Regions from separate parts of the Sus scrofa genome. Here region 2 is linked to region 1. A link is a contact called in public Hi-C data. All regions are on one chromosome and are shown on one strand. The core of a region is the stretch at or near the end of the contact, and the rest is flanking DNA. Distances in the headings are between cores, read along the strand shown. Region 1 has its middle 38 kb from the start of CPLX1. Region 2 holds the start of SLC26A1 (sulfate anion transporter 1).

Region 1 (7,058 bases), core at 3,837-6,336:
TTAACCCACTGAGCAAGGGCAGGGACCGAACCCGCAACCTCATGGTTCCTAGTCGGATTCGTTAACCACTGCGCCACGACGGGAACTCCCCTTCCATATAAATTTAAGCTCTTGTCTGTATCTAAAAAAGGTCCTGCTGGAATTGTTGAAATTGCGTGAGTTCTATAGATCACTTTGAAGGAGGCTGACATCTTGACTGTGTTTGTAACTGAGCAGGACCCAGTGGGGCCTCCAGGAACAGACCCCCATGGCCTCCACCTCCCTCTTGGTTTTTTTTTGTTTTTTTGTCTTTTTGCCATTTCTTGGGCCGCTCCCACAGCATACGGAGGTTCCCAGGCTAGGGGTTGAATCGGAGCTATAGCTGCCGGCCGACGCCAGAGCCACAGCAACGCAGGATCCGAGCCGCGTCTGCGACCCACACCACAGCTCTTGACACCCAAACAGGGGGTCTGGTGAGAAGGAACTGCTAGGGTTCCAGCCACGGTGGGATACCTGGGCGGAAGGTTGGAGGAAGTAGGCTTTGCTCTGGGTTGGGTTCAGTCCGGAACTGGGGGTCTTTCTGTGATGAGGCCGCTCAGCACGTTTTTATCTGGAGAGCGCGAAGACTGGTAGGACACAGCCCGGACGGGTCACAGTGTTCAGACGCGGTTATAATGCGCTCCTGTTTCTATCTTGACCCATCAGGGCTGCTCTGCCCGGGGACGTGTGTGCGGTCGCTTCTGCTTGGCGAGGGCTCAGCTCCTGTCCGGGGCTCCTGCGGGTGGGGGAGGGGGCAGCCCCTGGCGGGGAAGAGGGTCTGCTCCCGGGGGGCGTAGAGCTGCTTCCCTCTCTCTCCCTGGCGGCCTTCCATCCTCAGAGCCTGTTCCCGCTCCCACCTACCTCCATGTGAAGCTCCGGGACACACGCCCCGCCTCGGGGTGACTTCTGGGGAAACTGCCCCCACCGAGAGTGGGCTGAGGGAGCAGGCCCTCAGGCTGGGGTCGGAAGGGCTCCTTGTTGCCAGCCTGGAGTGGGGCGGGGTACACCCAGCGACCGCAGCGCGCGCCTGATCACCCGGCCATGTGCCACTGTGAGGCTGCACGGCCAGCCAGTCACTCTTGGAGCCACCAGTGTCCTGAAGGCTGTTAACCCCGTGACTCAAGGGGCCTCAGGCAGCCTTTTGAGACTTTGATCTTCTGCAGCTGGAGAGCAGGTCAGGCTGCAGCTGCCCAGGAAAGGGCCGAGTCAGGCTGCCGGGCCTGCTGGGCTGAGTCAGACCTTGATGGGGATGGCACTCACCATGAGACCTGGTGGAGGTGCCTGCGTGGGGCCAGGGCCATCTTGAGCCCCAGATTCCCTGAGAGCCCCTGAGCGTGAAGTAGTGGCCCTCCCTTCACCTGGAGACAAAGGCAGATGCCCCCACCCCCATCTGCCTCCTCTCGCTGCCGCTGGTCCAGCAAGCAGGGTCCTGCCTCCGACAGTCTGGGCTGGGCGTGGAGGGCCCCTGGGCAGGGCTGCAGGACCACCGGGTGCATGCCAGCAGGGCCCAAGGGTGCCGGGCGGTGCAGGCAGGACATGCACAGTGGCTGCTCTTCTGTGACTCCAAGATTTGAGTCATGACAAGGGCTTTGGGGCCAGTGGTAAAATGCAGTGTGGAAAAAGCCAGTGCCCTCTGGAAAAGGGATAGAGATGCTGATACCGCTTCCAGAGAAGCTGCCTGGGGCCCGCAGTCCAGCCCTCCGAGGCTGGTAAAGGCCGTGAAAGAAGATCTACGTGAATGAAGAGACACAACAGGCTCTTAGATGGAGTCAGCACGTCACAGAACCGAACCTGGGTCCGCTCAGCCCATCTGCTGACACGGCTTGTGGTGAAGAAAAATGCAGAGTTTGTCGCAGGCGCCAAACAAGGAGAACAGGCAACTGGGGCTCAAAAGCCCTGGCTCCCTGAGGCTTTCAGGGAAGGGTCTGTGAAGACAGGCTGAGGGCGGTGCCATCAGCTCCTGGGTACTCTGCTGACGGGTTGGTGAGGAGGAGGTCGCCAGTCAGCATCACCCGTCCTCGGGTTCAGCCCGTCTGGGGTCTGCGTGCCCGTGGTCAGCAGTCTTCCCCCGCTGGGGCTTCGGTCTCTCTCTGGAAAAGGGCTCAAAGTCGTGGGTCAGGATGTCATCGACAGCCCTTGAGGAGGAACTCAAGGTCCTTGACTTTGTTTTATGGCTGCCTGTTCTTATTTTGTCTTGCTTGTTTTCCTTTGTTCCTGCCCTTTCTCTGATTAAAGTTATTCTCTGGAACTTGGAGCCTACTACAAACAAGAGGGAGGCAGCGGCCATGGGGGCCTGTCCCTGGAGGCCCCACAGGGTAGCAACATCATATTTGTTTTTATGTCTCCTTAGGGTCCTCTTGGCTGTGACAGTTTCTCAGACAGGCCTTGTTTTGATGAACTCGACAGTCTTAAGGGGCTCTGGTCAGATATGTTGTAGCATGTCCTTCAGTTGGTGTTCGTCTGCTATTTTTTCTTTTCTTTTTTTTCTTTCTTTTTTTTTTTTTTTTTTTTTGTCTTTTTGCCTTGTCTAGGGCCGCTCCCGCAGCATATGGAAGTTCCCAGGCTAGGCGTCGAACCGGAGCTGTAACTGCCGGCCTACACCACAACCACAGCCACGCGGGATCCGAGCCGCGTCTGCAACCTATACCACAGCTCACAGTAACGCCGGATCCTTAACCCACTGAGCGAGGCCAGGGACCGAACTTGCATCCTCATGGTTCCTAGTCGGATTCGTTAACCACTGCGCCACGGCGGGACCTCCTGCTATTTTTCTCAGGGTTAGACTCGGGGTGTGGGTCTGGGGGAGGAGGACCCCAGAGGTGTGTGTATCCCATCCTATCACAGTGCCCTGTCACTGCTGATGCTGACCTTGGGCCCCAGAGGTGGTGTCTGTCACGTTTCTCCAGTGCAGGTGCTCTCTTAAGCCCTTCCCATAAGCGTGTTCCCTGAAGGAAGTCACCCTGTGGAGCCCACACCGAAGGCCGGCTCCTGACAGGACCGTCTGCGTCTGCTTTTGCGTGTCCGTGTGCGCCTGTGCACGCGTGGCCCTTACCCTATACCCGGGTCATAATCCAACAGGACCTTATTTTGTTGCCCAGATTGGTCCAGGTTTGGGAGCTCTCTCCCCTTCTCATGCCCCATCATTGTGGGTTTGGTTTGTTCTTTGGCATTTTCTTACTTCCAGGCTTCCTGCACCAGCCAGCTCCAAATGCCTCCTCAGTGGTGAGTTTTGAGTGTGTGTGTGTGTTTTTAGGGCTGCACCTGTGGGGCCCATGGAAATTCCCAGGCTGGGGGTAGAATAGGAGCTGCAGCTGCCAGCCTCCACCACAGCCACAGCAATGCTGGATCCAAGCCGCATTTGCGACCTGCACCACAGGTCACGGCAACGAGGGATCCTGAACCCACTGAACAAGGCCAGGGATCGAACCCGCGTCCTCATGGATCCTAGTTGGGTTCGTTACTGCTGAGCCACAATGGGAACTCCCGATTTTTGATTATTTATTGAACTTTATTTCTGCTCACTGCATGAGGATTAGCTGCAAGTCAGAGAATTTGTATGGACTGTCAGTCTCCCGTCTGAACCTGGAAGGTCCAGCCAGGCCCGGCCCCTGTTCATTGTCTGGCCTCAACATGGGTGGGTGAGGGAGGGGTCAAGAGGTGTGACAGGGTGAGACCCCTTCTTGGGCCCTAAGCAGGACTGTGTGGACATGTGCAGACAGAGGCTGACTTCTGGCTGATGCACCCTAGAATGTAGGACTCCTTGGAGAGAATCAGGGGTTTGGGGCACCTGGACACAGAGCAGGTGCCATCCTTATGGGCCAGAGCTCTCTGCAGGAGCAGGTGCATCAGTGCTACTCAGCTGCAGATTGAGGCAGTTTAAAGGTCAGGGTGGAATTTCCTGGTGGCCTACTGGGTTGGGGATCTGGCATTGCCGCTGCTGTGGCTCAGGTCACTGCTGTAGCACAGGTTTGATCCCTGGGCAGCAACTTCTCCATGCCGTGGGCATGGCCAAAAAATAAAATAAAGGTCAGCGCTGGGACCAGGCTTGGGGGCCAGGTTCAAAGGCCAGTCAACAACTCATTAGCATTTGTCTTTCCAAGAAGGCTTCTTTGCAGAGGGCCCTGAGGAGACAGCCAGGGAGGGAATGACGTGGGCTGTACCCAGGAGCTACCCCTGGCACTGGGTCTCCTGCTTCAGGAGGGTGGCAGCCAGGAGTGTCTGCCAGGATCTCACCCAGTTCATCCCAGGCTTCCAGGCCTTTCCCTCAGTCAGGCTGGGCACCTCTCTTCACTGGCATCATCCTCTGCCTAAATCTCAACGTACTCAAGGGTGCAAGAAACACGTTTATTTTGCAGAAACCAAACTAAACTTCCACTCCATGCCTCACCCTCTGGGGCTGAGAGAAATCACCCTGGGCACCACGGGGGTCTGGTGCTCAGCATTGTGGGGGCCCCACCCTCAGGGACGAGCAATGTAGGATTCTAGTTCTTCCCCGAGCCTCACGCAGCAGAGTAAAGACCCACCAACGGCCGGCACTGGCTGCTAGAGCCAAATGGATGCCCTAGCCCCCTCCTCACCTCCAGCTCCTGGGCCTCACACCCTCACCGCCTGTAACTGGGGCTGGGGGGCGGGGGAGAAGGGTGAGGGTAGTCCGGGGCAGGGCCGATGGCCGGGAGGGATGACCCCACCGGTGGCCGGGAGGAATGACCCCACCGGGAGGTGGTGATCCTCTGCTGTCCCGTCCCTGGACGACCTGTGCGCACCAGGCTGGGCGCATCTCCTCTCCAGTGCCCGCCCCGCCTGGACCGCGCTGCGCCGGCCCAGCCCCACCCCGCAACCAGGTAGTCCCGTTCCTGGTCCTGGCTCAGCTGGGTTCTCTGTCCCAGCCCTCCCAACGCGGGGGCTCAGAGGACACCGGGAGGACGAGAGGACACAGGGAGGGACCGGAGAGCGCCGGGGAGACACTAGGTAATCGATCCCGAGGACACCCCTGCGGCTGCCGCCCTTCCTTCTTTGGCGTCTCCCGGGCCCCGATTTGTTAGGTTTCTGCCACGTGACCTTCTGGGAGCCAATCGCAGCCGCATGACTTAGCACGCGTTGATTGGCTGAGGCCGGCCAGGGGCGGGGTGGAATGAGGTGGGGGCGGGACCGGGGTCACCAGGGGGCCTACTCCTGGCCCCGACGCCTAGGCTCAGCGCCCAGTTTGAGTGGCGCTGGGCGGTGTCTTTCCTTGAGGCCCTTCAATCCTCCAGGCCACGCACGTGTCGGCCGGCCCTAGCCAGGAATTGCTGCAGCCGGATCCCCAGCTCGGCCCCTCAGCCCGCTTCCCTCATCCTTCCTCCGGTCCCGCCCCATCGTCAGCTTCCCCCCTCCCCCCCAAGCCCGACTTCCACCCCACCCCACCCGAGCCCGCCCCCCGCATCCTGCCTGGGCTCCTGCCCCTGGTCCCACCCCCCCGCCCCCCCAGCCTGACTCGCATTCTCACCCCACCCAATCGTGCCCAAGCCCGGCCCCAGGTCGACGGCCTGAATCCCACCGGCTCCGAGGGATCCCATCCCACCCTTCACCGGAGACTGTCCCTCCTTTAGGACCTGATGAGAACCGGCTGAGGCAGAAGTGGAGGTCGGCTCCAAATTGTGTGGACAGGTGGCCTGCACCCAGGGTTCACTGAGACCCGCTGGCAGCGATTGTGGACAGCAGGATTTGTCTAGCTGCGGATTAGCACAGCAAAACAAAATGGTCCTTAATTGCCAGATCTTTAAAAACGTGTCCTGGGAGTTCCCATCATGGCTCAGTGGTTCACGAATCTGACTAGGAACCATGAGGTTGTGGGTTCGATCCCTGGCCCTGCTCAGTGGGTTAAGGATTCGGCATTGTCCTGAGCTGTGATGTAGGTTGCAGACACGGCTTGATCCCGTGTTGCTGTGGCTCTGGTGTAGGCCAGCGGCTACAGCTCCGGTTAGACCCCTAACCTGGGAACCTCCACATGCCGCAGAAGCGGCCCTAGAAAAGGCAAAAAGACAAAAAAAAAAAAAAAAAAAAAAAAGTGTCCTGACAGCCTTGATAGCTAAGTGGCTTGTGACTCAAGCAGTTCCAGGTGCCTAAGAGACAGCAATGCCGAGCAGAACACGGCCCCAGGTTGGCTCCAGAGGATCTGCCTGCCTACCTGAGGCATGGAGGACTTCCCTGAAGGAAGTGTGGTCTGCTTTGTTATAGAGTTAAATGAATGCTCTGAAAGGAAAGAGACTACAAAGAGGCAGAGTGGTCCTAAAGCAAGCCCAGAGCCAAGGGCGTGGTGGCAGAAGTCCCAGGGCCACTCTGAGGTCCTCAGCCAGCTTCCGCCTCAGGGCCCTGGCACTGCCATTCCTCTGCCTGGAATGCACTTCCATCAGAGGCCTGCAGAGCTCCCTCTGTGTGCACACATCACATCTTCAGAGGGAAACAGCGACCCTCACCATCCCCTCTGCCTCCTGCCGCTGGAAAAATCAGTCCCAGGAGAAAGGAACCTCAATTACCCCTGGTGCCTAGAACGGGGCTCTGCACGTTGTGGGGGTTCAGCAAGCATCAGGCAAAGGGGTGCCTCTCCCTGGAGCCCGCGGACCCCTCTGCAAAGAGATCTGCCCCACCAGGCACTGAGGAAGGGCCGCGGGGCTCCCGAGGGAAGGCGATGCAGGTCACTGGCAATCCGGGTTGCTCAGCACTGAGAGGAGTTCAGGCCAGGCGGGGGCGGGGGTGCAGTTCGGTGTGCCCCTTCTCAGAGCAGCCGTGCTGGGGCGGTGGCTTGTAGAGCCCAAAACCTGGATCAGCTGGCCAAGTTCTGAGGCAGAGGCAAAGGGGCAGCATTCTGGGCCCAGCCCAGTGGGGAGGGGGTGGGGGTGGGGGGACAAGTGTGGTCAGCACAGTGGGACCAGGGCCCCAAGGGCTGTGGGACAGGAAAGGCCAGAGATGGGGGAGACTTGCGGGGCTGGGGCCCTAAAGGGACCCGGTCTGCGGATGTCGAGTCGGGCGGGGCAGCCTTAGGGAGAAAGGGTCTGCGGAGG
Region 2 (7,133 bases), core at 3,830-6,329, 150 kb after region 1:
GCTCCCAGCGGGGTGTGCCCTGCTGGCTATGGGGGTGGGGGTCCTGCTCTGCCCTGGGGCCCAGCCCCTCGGACGCCAGCCCGGTGCTGACCCTGTGACTGCGGGCGGGTGTCTGGCCTCGCCACACCTCTGTCTGCTCTTCTCGGGCAGGTGGGACCTGCCTCGCGGGGCCTTGTGAAGGTGGACGGTCCCTTTAGGTGACCTTTAGGTGTCCAGCACATGGCAAGCTAAGAGCGAGCTGTTGTTTTTGAAATGGTTACTCAAACCTCCATCCACCCATATTTAAAATGATCAAGTGTGTGCCTGAGGGCCACGTGGAAAGAGAGGTCCATCCCCTGGGGCTGCCTGAACCCACATGTCCGCCATCCTGGGGGTGGGGGGTTGGGGTACTGTGTGGGGTCCCTTTTATGGAACACAGGGGTGAGTTGGCCTGGGCCTGCTGTCCCCTGGGCCCTGGCAGGGGACAGCTCCATCCAGGCTTCCTCTGCACTCAGCCCTGAACACGCTGCCCTGAAAACTCTGCCCTGTTCCCACATCCACAGCCTGGAAAGACCAGGAGCCCCATCTGAGGGCAAAGGTGGGAGTGGAGGAGTTCCTGTTGCGGTTCAGAGGGTTAAGGACCTGGTATTGTCTCTATGAGGATGAGGGTTCGATCCCTGGCCTCGCTCAGTGGGTTAAGTATCCGGTTTTGCTGCAAGCTGAGGTCGCAGATGCAGCTGGGACCTGGCATTGCTGTGGCTGTGGTGCAGGCCGGCAGCTGCAGCTCCAATTTGACCTCTAGCCCAGGAACTTCCATATGCTGCATTTTTGGCCATAAAAGGGGAAAAAAAAAAAGAGATGGGAGTGGATTGCCGGGGTGGCCAGGGGCCAGCGGGAGAGCAGGAGGTGTCCGCACAGCCGCAGGGGCGGGGGGCGGGGAGGGGGAGGTGCGGTCAGGGCCGAGGCCCCACTGCCGTGCCGGCTGTGTCTCCAGATCTGATTCCTCTGCCTGAAGAGCCTGTCTTGAACCCCAAGATCTGGCCCTGTTCTCTGGGAAGAGCCTGGGGCCTCCCCAGCATGCTCCCCACCACCCCCAGTCCCACCCCGGCCCCCCTCTGCCCTAGTGGGGAGCTGTTTGCCCGGGGATGTGGTTTCCCAGAGCCAGTGGCCGTAGGCGGGCGTGATGACTCACAGCAGCTCAGGAGCAGATAAGACTGTCTCGGGGCTGGAGCGGAGGGCAGCCACTGTGGTTAGAAATCACTTATCTTCCAACCCAGCTACTGGCAGAGTGGCAGTGAGGGAGCTCCCTGGATGGCACGTGTGGGAGAGACGCCGGCTGCCAGGTGGTGGCTTCATCACCCTGGGTGCATCTCCTTGGCCAGGGGCCAAGCTATGCATCATAGAGGGCTCCCGAGAGCCTGGAGCAGTGGTGCCGCGATGTGACGGGGGCAGGGAACTGGTGCATGGAGGGGGGTGGGTGGCGGCCCCCCTGCCTCCCTGGAGGCAGGGACAGGGATTTCCAGGGGCTCTCTAGCTTTGGGGCACCTGTGGTGGAGATATTCGGGGAGGGGCTGTTCTCAGCTTGCAGCAGCGCCAAGGTGTGCCCCCATCCAGTCAGCTGGGCCCTGAGGGCCGCCTGGGTGGCAGAGACCTGGCCTTCTGCTGTCCCTGCCCTGCCCTAGGCTGGGTGCCTGAAACAGGTGAAGAATTACCGCTGAGGTTTCAGGTCCTTCAAAAGAACTGCAGCTCCCCCCTGTCCCTCTGCCTGTTGCTTTGTGCTTGAGGCCAGTGGGCTGCGTGCTGTGGTCTGGCCAGGCACAGAGGCCCATGTCTTGGGTCCTGGGGCCTTGCTGGCCAACGCCCACTGTCCCCCTTTACCCCAGCGGTCAGCTGAGCTGTGGGCCTCTCCACTAGCGCAGGGGCTGCAGGTGCGAGGGGGTGACCACGTGGGACAGCATCCTCTTGTGTCACCCTTTTAAGTTGTTGGGGACCCTTACTTGGAAAGGAAGCAATGCATCCCTACAGCAAGTGCAAAGAGGCTGGGCGGGGCCCATTCTCCTCCAGGGCCCCGTCAACCAGGCCCCAGAGCCCTAGTTCCAGAAGAGGGGACCCGCCGCCAGCTGGCCAGGACGGCTCTGCTCTCCCACAGCGTTGCAGGTTCTCTCCAGTGGCGGGTCTGTGTCCTCCAGCCGCGCTGCCACCTCGCATAGCCTGCTCTGAGCGCTCCCGATCCCGCCCCATGCATCTCCCACCCCGCCCGCGCCCCCTGCTCCGCCCGCCCGGGCCCCCAGCAGCACACGGCGGGCCCAAGTTCCCACCCGGGCCAGCGCCCCCTCAGCCAAGGGCGCCCCGCCCTCCGCGCCCCTCCCCCAAGCCGAGCACGGGTGGTCCCGGCCCCACCCCACGCCGTTTCCTCCCATCCTGCGCCCCCAGTCACAAGTGCAACACACACACACACACACACACACACACACACACACACACACACACACACACGGAGGAAGTGCGGCCCCCACGTCCCTCACCCGAGCACGCGAGGCCCCGGGCTCCGCCCCACGCACCGGAGCACTCACCAGGCTGGGCGCTGCTTGGTCCTCGCGGCGCACGCGCTCAGGCCCAGGGATGAGGGGGCTCCTGGTGCGGCCTCCCCAGACGCTGGCGCGCGGTGAATGAGGCCCTTGTGCGGCTACCGCGGACCCGGCCCACGTGCCCGGCCAGGAGCGGGAGGCGACCGGGCCTGTGCCGCGCCCCGTCCGGCCTCTGCAGGGGGAGTGCCGGGGTGGGCTCTGCCCCTCACCAGCTTTGATCTCCCCAGTGCCCCTCCCGACGGGGGGCTGAACTGGTTGGAGACAGAGGGTTCCCAAGTCTGGGGGTTCTGGTCCCCGGGGGCAGCTCTACGGGCCCCCAGGGCAGTCCTTGGTGCCAAGGCTGGATGGGTCTGTGGACATTCAAGTCCACCCTACTGGCAGGCTAGGGACGGCTTGGGGCTGGGGCTCCTCTGGTGCTGCCCCAGGACACTGAGGTGGGAGGTGTCAGCATTTACCAGACCAGGCCACCAGGATCAGCGGAGAAAGCCCAGAGCCGGGGCTTAGGTGCATCGCCCACGCCTGCTCCCCCTCCCCACCCCCCACCTGTGGGACTTTGGAACCTATCTGCTGCCGCCCATTTAATTTTTACCCAAGCGCTTAAGTTTATTTTTTTTTTTTCGGGTTTTTTTGCTACTGGTTGTGACCTTTGGAGGGGGAGGGGCGCCCCCCCCCCAGAGGCGGGAGGACGCAGCCCACGCCCACCAGCGAGCGGGTTCTGTGACCCTGCAGGAGCCCGAGGCACCTGTGTCCATGGCGGCTGGACTTGAGCCCAGGTTCGTCCTTGACCGTTGCACTGAAGAGTGGGGGGAGAGGAAGCCCGGAAGGGAGAGAGATGTTGATTCGTCCAGATCCTCGAGGCGACAGGGGGGCAGCGCTGGGGTGGCCTGGCTGGCGGGTACAGGGGCACTGACCGACCCAGAGCAGCTCGGCCGGAACGCCGCCTCGCTCCCTCCTCTCCCTGCGCTCGCCGGGCGAACCCGGCGGCCGCAAGAGGGCGCAGCTGCACCCCTCTGGGCAGTGCCTTTGCTCCCCCTGCTCTGTCCCTCAGGGCCTCGCCAGCCCCGCCTGCCTGGGCTCACCTTGGGTTCAGTGCCCTGCTCCGCGCCCTCCCTCGCCTTGGCGGGATCGCTGAGCACCAGCTTCCTCACCCGGCTCCAGCCTTGGGCGTCCACCCTACGTGGACAAACCTGAGACCCAGCTTCCATCGGCTTATCCCTCCCGGCCTCCGCCAAAGTGAAACCTAGTCGGAGAGGCTGTGCTGAACCCCCGGTCCCAGCTCCCCTCCAGTCCATCACCGTCCCTCCCACTTGTAAACCCGTCCGCCCCAGCTCCCTCTCGATGCCTCTGCAGACAGCATCTAGGTTTTCCTTCTGCTCCACCCAGGCCACCTCCTGGTCTTCTTGTCATGAACCCCCTGAGCCAAGGCCTTCTGATGGGGGACCCTTCTTCCAGGTCCCCGGGGGGCCATCTTCCAGCTCCCTGCTCTTGCTGCAACTGACCACAAAGGGATCCTTTCAAAACATCATGGCAAAGACAAAACCATGGCGACAGTAAAAAAAATCAGGGGTTTGGTGGGGTGGGGGGAGCATGAATATCCTTTTTAGCCAGAGCATGTGGGAGTTCCTGAGCCAGGGCTTGAACCTGCGCTACTGCAGTAACCAGAGCCACAGCAGTGACAACATGGGATCCTTAACCTGCTGAGCCACAAGGGAACTCTGAGCATAGGGTTTTTAGGTCCAAGAAAACACTGTATGATCTTGGTGGTAGATCATGTGTCTTTCCAAACCCCAAAATGTATAGCACCAGGTGAACCTTAATGTAAACTGTGGATTTGGGGTGACTAAGATGTCGGCGTAGGTTTATCAGTTGTAAGAAGCATCCCGCTCTGGGCTGTTGATCACGGGGGAGACTGTGCTTGTGGAGAGGAGGCCGGTGGCGGGGGCGGGGAGCTTCTGTACCTCCTCAGTTTTGCTGTGAACCCAAAACCACTCTAAAAAAAAAAAAAAAATTGAATCTTGGAGTTCTCACTGTGGCGCAGTGGGTTAAGAACCTGACTTTAGCATCTCGGGCTGCTGTGGATATGCGGGTTCAATCCCTGGCCCGGCACAGTGGGTTAAAGGATCTCGTGTGGGAGTTCCTGTTATGGCTCAGCGGAAACGAATCTGACTAGTATCCATGAGGACGCAAGTTCGATCCCTGGCCTCGCTCAGTGGGTTAAGGATCCAGCATTGCTGTGAGCTGTGGTGTAGGCCAGCGGCTGTAGCTCCAATTTGACCCCTAGCTTGGGAACTTCCACATGCCACCAATGCAGCCCTAAAAAGACAAAAAAAAATTAAATAAATAAAATAAAGGATTTCGTGTTGCCGTAGCTATGCAGAGGTCCCAGCTGCAGCTTAGATTCAATCTCTAGCTGAGGAAATTATGGCAAAGTAATAACATAATAATTGTAACAATAATGTCTTAAAAACACACAAACAGGAGTTCCCGCCGTGGCGCAGTGGTTAACGAATCTGACTAGGAACCATGAGGTTGCGGGTTCGATCCCTGGCCTTGCTCAGTGGGTTAACGATCTGGTGTTGCCGTGAGCTGTGGTGTGGGTCGCAGACGCGGCTCAGATCCCGAGTTGCTGTGGCTCTGGCGTAGGCCGGTGGCTACAGCTACAATTCGACCCCTAGCCTGGGAACCTGCATATGCCGCGGGAGCGGCCCTAGAAAAGGCTAAAAGACAAAAAACAAAACCCACACACAAACAAAAAAGCTGTGGTACTTCCTGCTCTGTGTGGATCTCTGAAAGGACTCCCCGTTTCGCCCCAAGTCAGGCTCCCTTCTCACGTGGCCCCAAGGCACCAGGTGACCTCCCTTCCCTCGACTCGCGCCCTCTTCCGCCCCAGGCCCGTGGCTCCTGTCCGCGGCCTGGTTGTCACACGTTCATTTCTATGTGAGGAGTGCGTGCAGGGGGGAGGCTGTCCTTGCCCCGCTCCTGCTCCCATGGTGTCTCTCAGAGTGCAGCAGGGGGACCAGGTACTGCCGAACCAAATGTGGGGCCCTGGCCTCCGGGAGGTGCAGAGAAACAGAATGTGGGCCCACAGAGTCCCACCAGGTTCTCCTCCAGCCTTGCGCTTCTCCGTCAGCTGTCTTTAGGACGCCTTGTTCTCCCCGTCTCCATCCTCTTGTCCCACTCCCAGGCCCCAGGTTGTTCTGAGCCCCCAAAGACTTGAGGGTGGGATTCCAGTGCAGGCACATGAGTTCATACTAGGCTGTGAGTGACTAATAGGCTTACATAGTTGATGTGTGCCAAGGAGAGGGGCCTATTTAGCCTGGAGCCTAGTCCCGAATGGCACCTTGCAAGCTCCCTAGCTGCTTGAATGTGGCCACAGCTCCAGGCCCAGGCCCACGTCCCCCAACCTTGACACTGAGTGTCCTTCTACAGGAGGTCAGCTGGACAGGGACTGAGCTACAATTTCACCCACTTGGATCGATACCTGGACCTTCTCAGGGAGAACCAGCTCCTCCCAGGTGAACCACTGACCCCACCGTCTCCCACTGGCCTGGCCTTTCCGGGTCCTCCTGGTTGCCCAGTCAGGTCCTGCCTCGGTGCTGGCCTGGGGGAGCCAGGCAGGTGAGCAGTGGGACAGCCACCTTCGTGTGCTGCAGGCTTTGAGCTGATGGGCAGCCCCTCTGGACACTTCACGGACTTTGAGGACAAGCAGCAGGTGTTCGAGTGGAGGAACCTGGTCTCGCTCCTGGCTAGGAGATACGTTGGTGGGTGGGGCCCATGCCCTTTGGGGATGGGGGCGCTTCTGGGCAGGCTTTCCTTCTGCACCACCCAGGCCATCTCCCGGTCTTCTTGTCATGAGCCCCCTGAGCCAAGGCCTTCTGATGGGGGCGGGGGGGGAGCTCCCAGTGACACCGCCATCGCATCCAAACCGCCCACCGCGGGTGCCCTCCCCGGGGTTCGGGATGCACTCGTGTCCCTGCCCCAGGGGAGGGCCCCTCTTGCCACAGCAGGGACTCTCTGCAGGTAGGTACGGACTCAAGCACGTTTCCAAGTGGAATTTTGAGACGTGGAACGAGCCGGACCACCACGACTTTGACAACGTGTCCATGACCTTGCAAGGTGGGCAGGCTTCCCGGGGTCCTGCGGGAGCTGAGAGAGGGGGGCAGTGGCCCTCTGACCTGGGGGGTGAGGACTCTGTGTCCCTCCCACCCAGGCTTCTTGAACTACTACGACGCCTGCTCCGAGGGTCTGCGAGCTGCCAGCCCAGCTCTGCGCCTGGGTGGTCCTGGCGACTCCTTCCATGACCCACCACGCTCCCCATTGTGCTGGGGCCTCCTGGCGCACTGTCACAACGGAACCAATTTCTTCACCGGGGAGGTGGGCGTGCGGCTAGACTTCATCGCCCTCCATAAGAAGGTATGGCCCAGGATTCCCGCCTTCTGGCCGCCCCAGCCCCTAACCCAACACCAGCACAGGTTCCCCTGCCTGCGGCAGACCTGCAGTCCCCACCTGCTGCCTGCAGTCCTGCCGCCCCTTAGCGGTGGTCTCAGGCCTGTGTGGGTTGGGCCG

The links. Hi-C and Micro-C count contacts between places; a contact is called where the count stands out from the background.
Region 2: a contact with region 1 is called in a Hi-C map of liver, with 4 times the contacts expected there. The contact joins the promoter of SLC26A1 here to the enhancer-like site in region 1. A contact is called at or near these places in 2 of 5 promoter capture datasets (fetal skeletal muscle and liver) and 1 of 47 Hi-C or Micro-C datasets (liver).

The regions. Positions count from the first base shown.
Region 1 is chr8:190,630-197,687 of Sscrofa11.1, forward strand. No RefSeq gene overlaps it. Among named protein-coding and RNA genes, the nearest start is that of CPLX1, 38 kb to the right of the region's middle. Within about 2 kb of position 5,087, at least 72 of the 83 cell types and tissues checked have an H3K27ac peak or open chromatin away from gene starts, as enhancers often do. A contact at or near this core is called in fetal skeletal muscle and liver, where this site is marked.
Region 2 is chr8:340,876-348,008 of Sscrofa11.1, forward strand. SLC26A1 (sulfate anion transporter 1) reads right to left here and starts at 5,080. Exons shown (of 3, transcript XM_021100851.1): 1 at 2,553-5,080. IDUA (alpha-L-iduronidase) reads left to right here. Exons shown (of 14, transcript XM_021100852.1): 3 at 5,997-6,082; 4 at 6,221-6,328; 5 at 6,588-6,683; 6 at 6,778-6,980.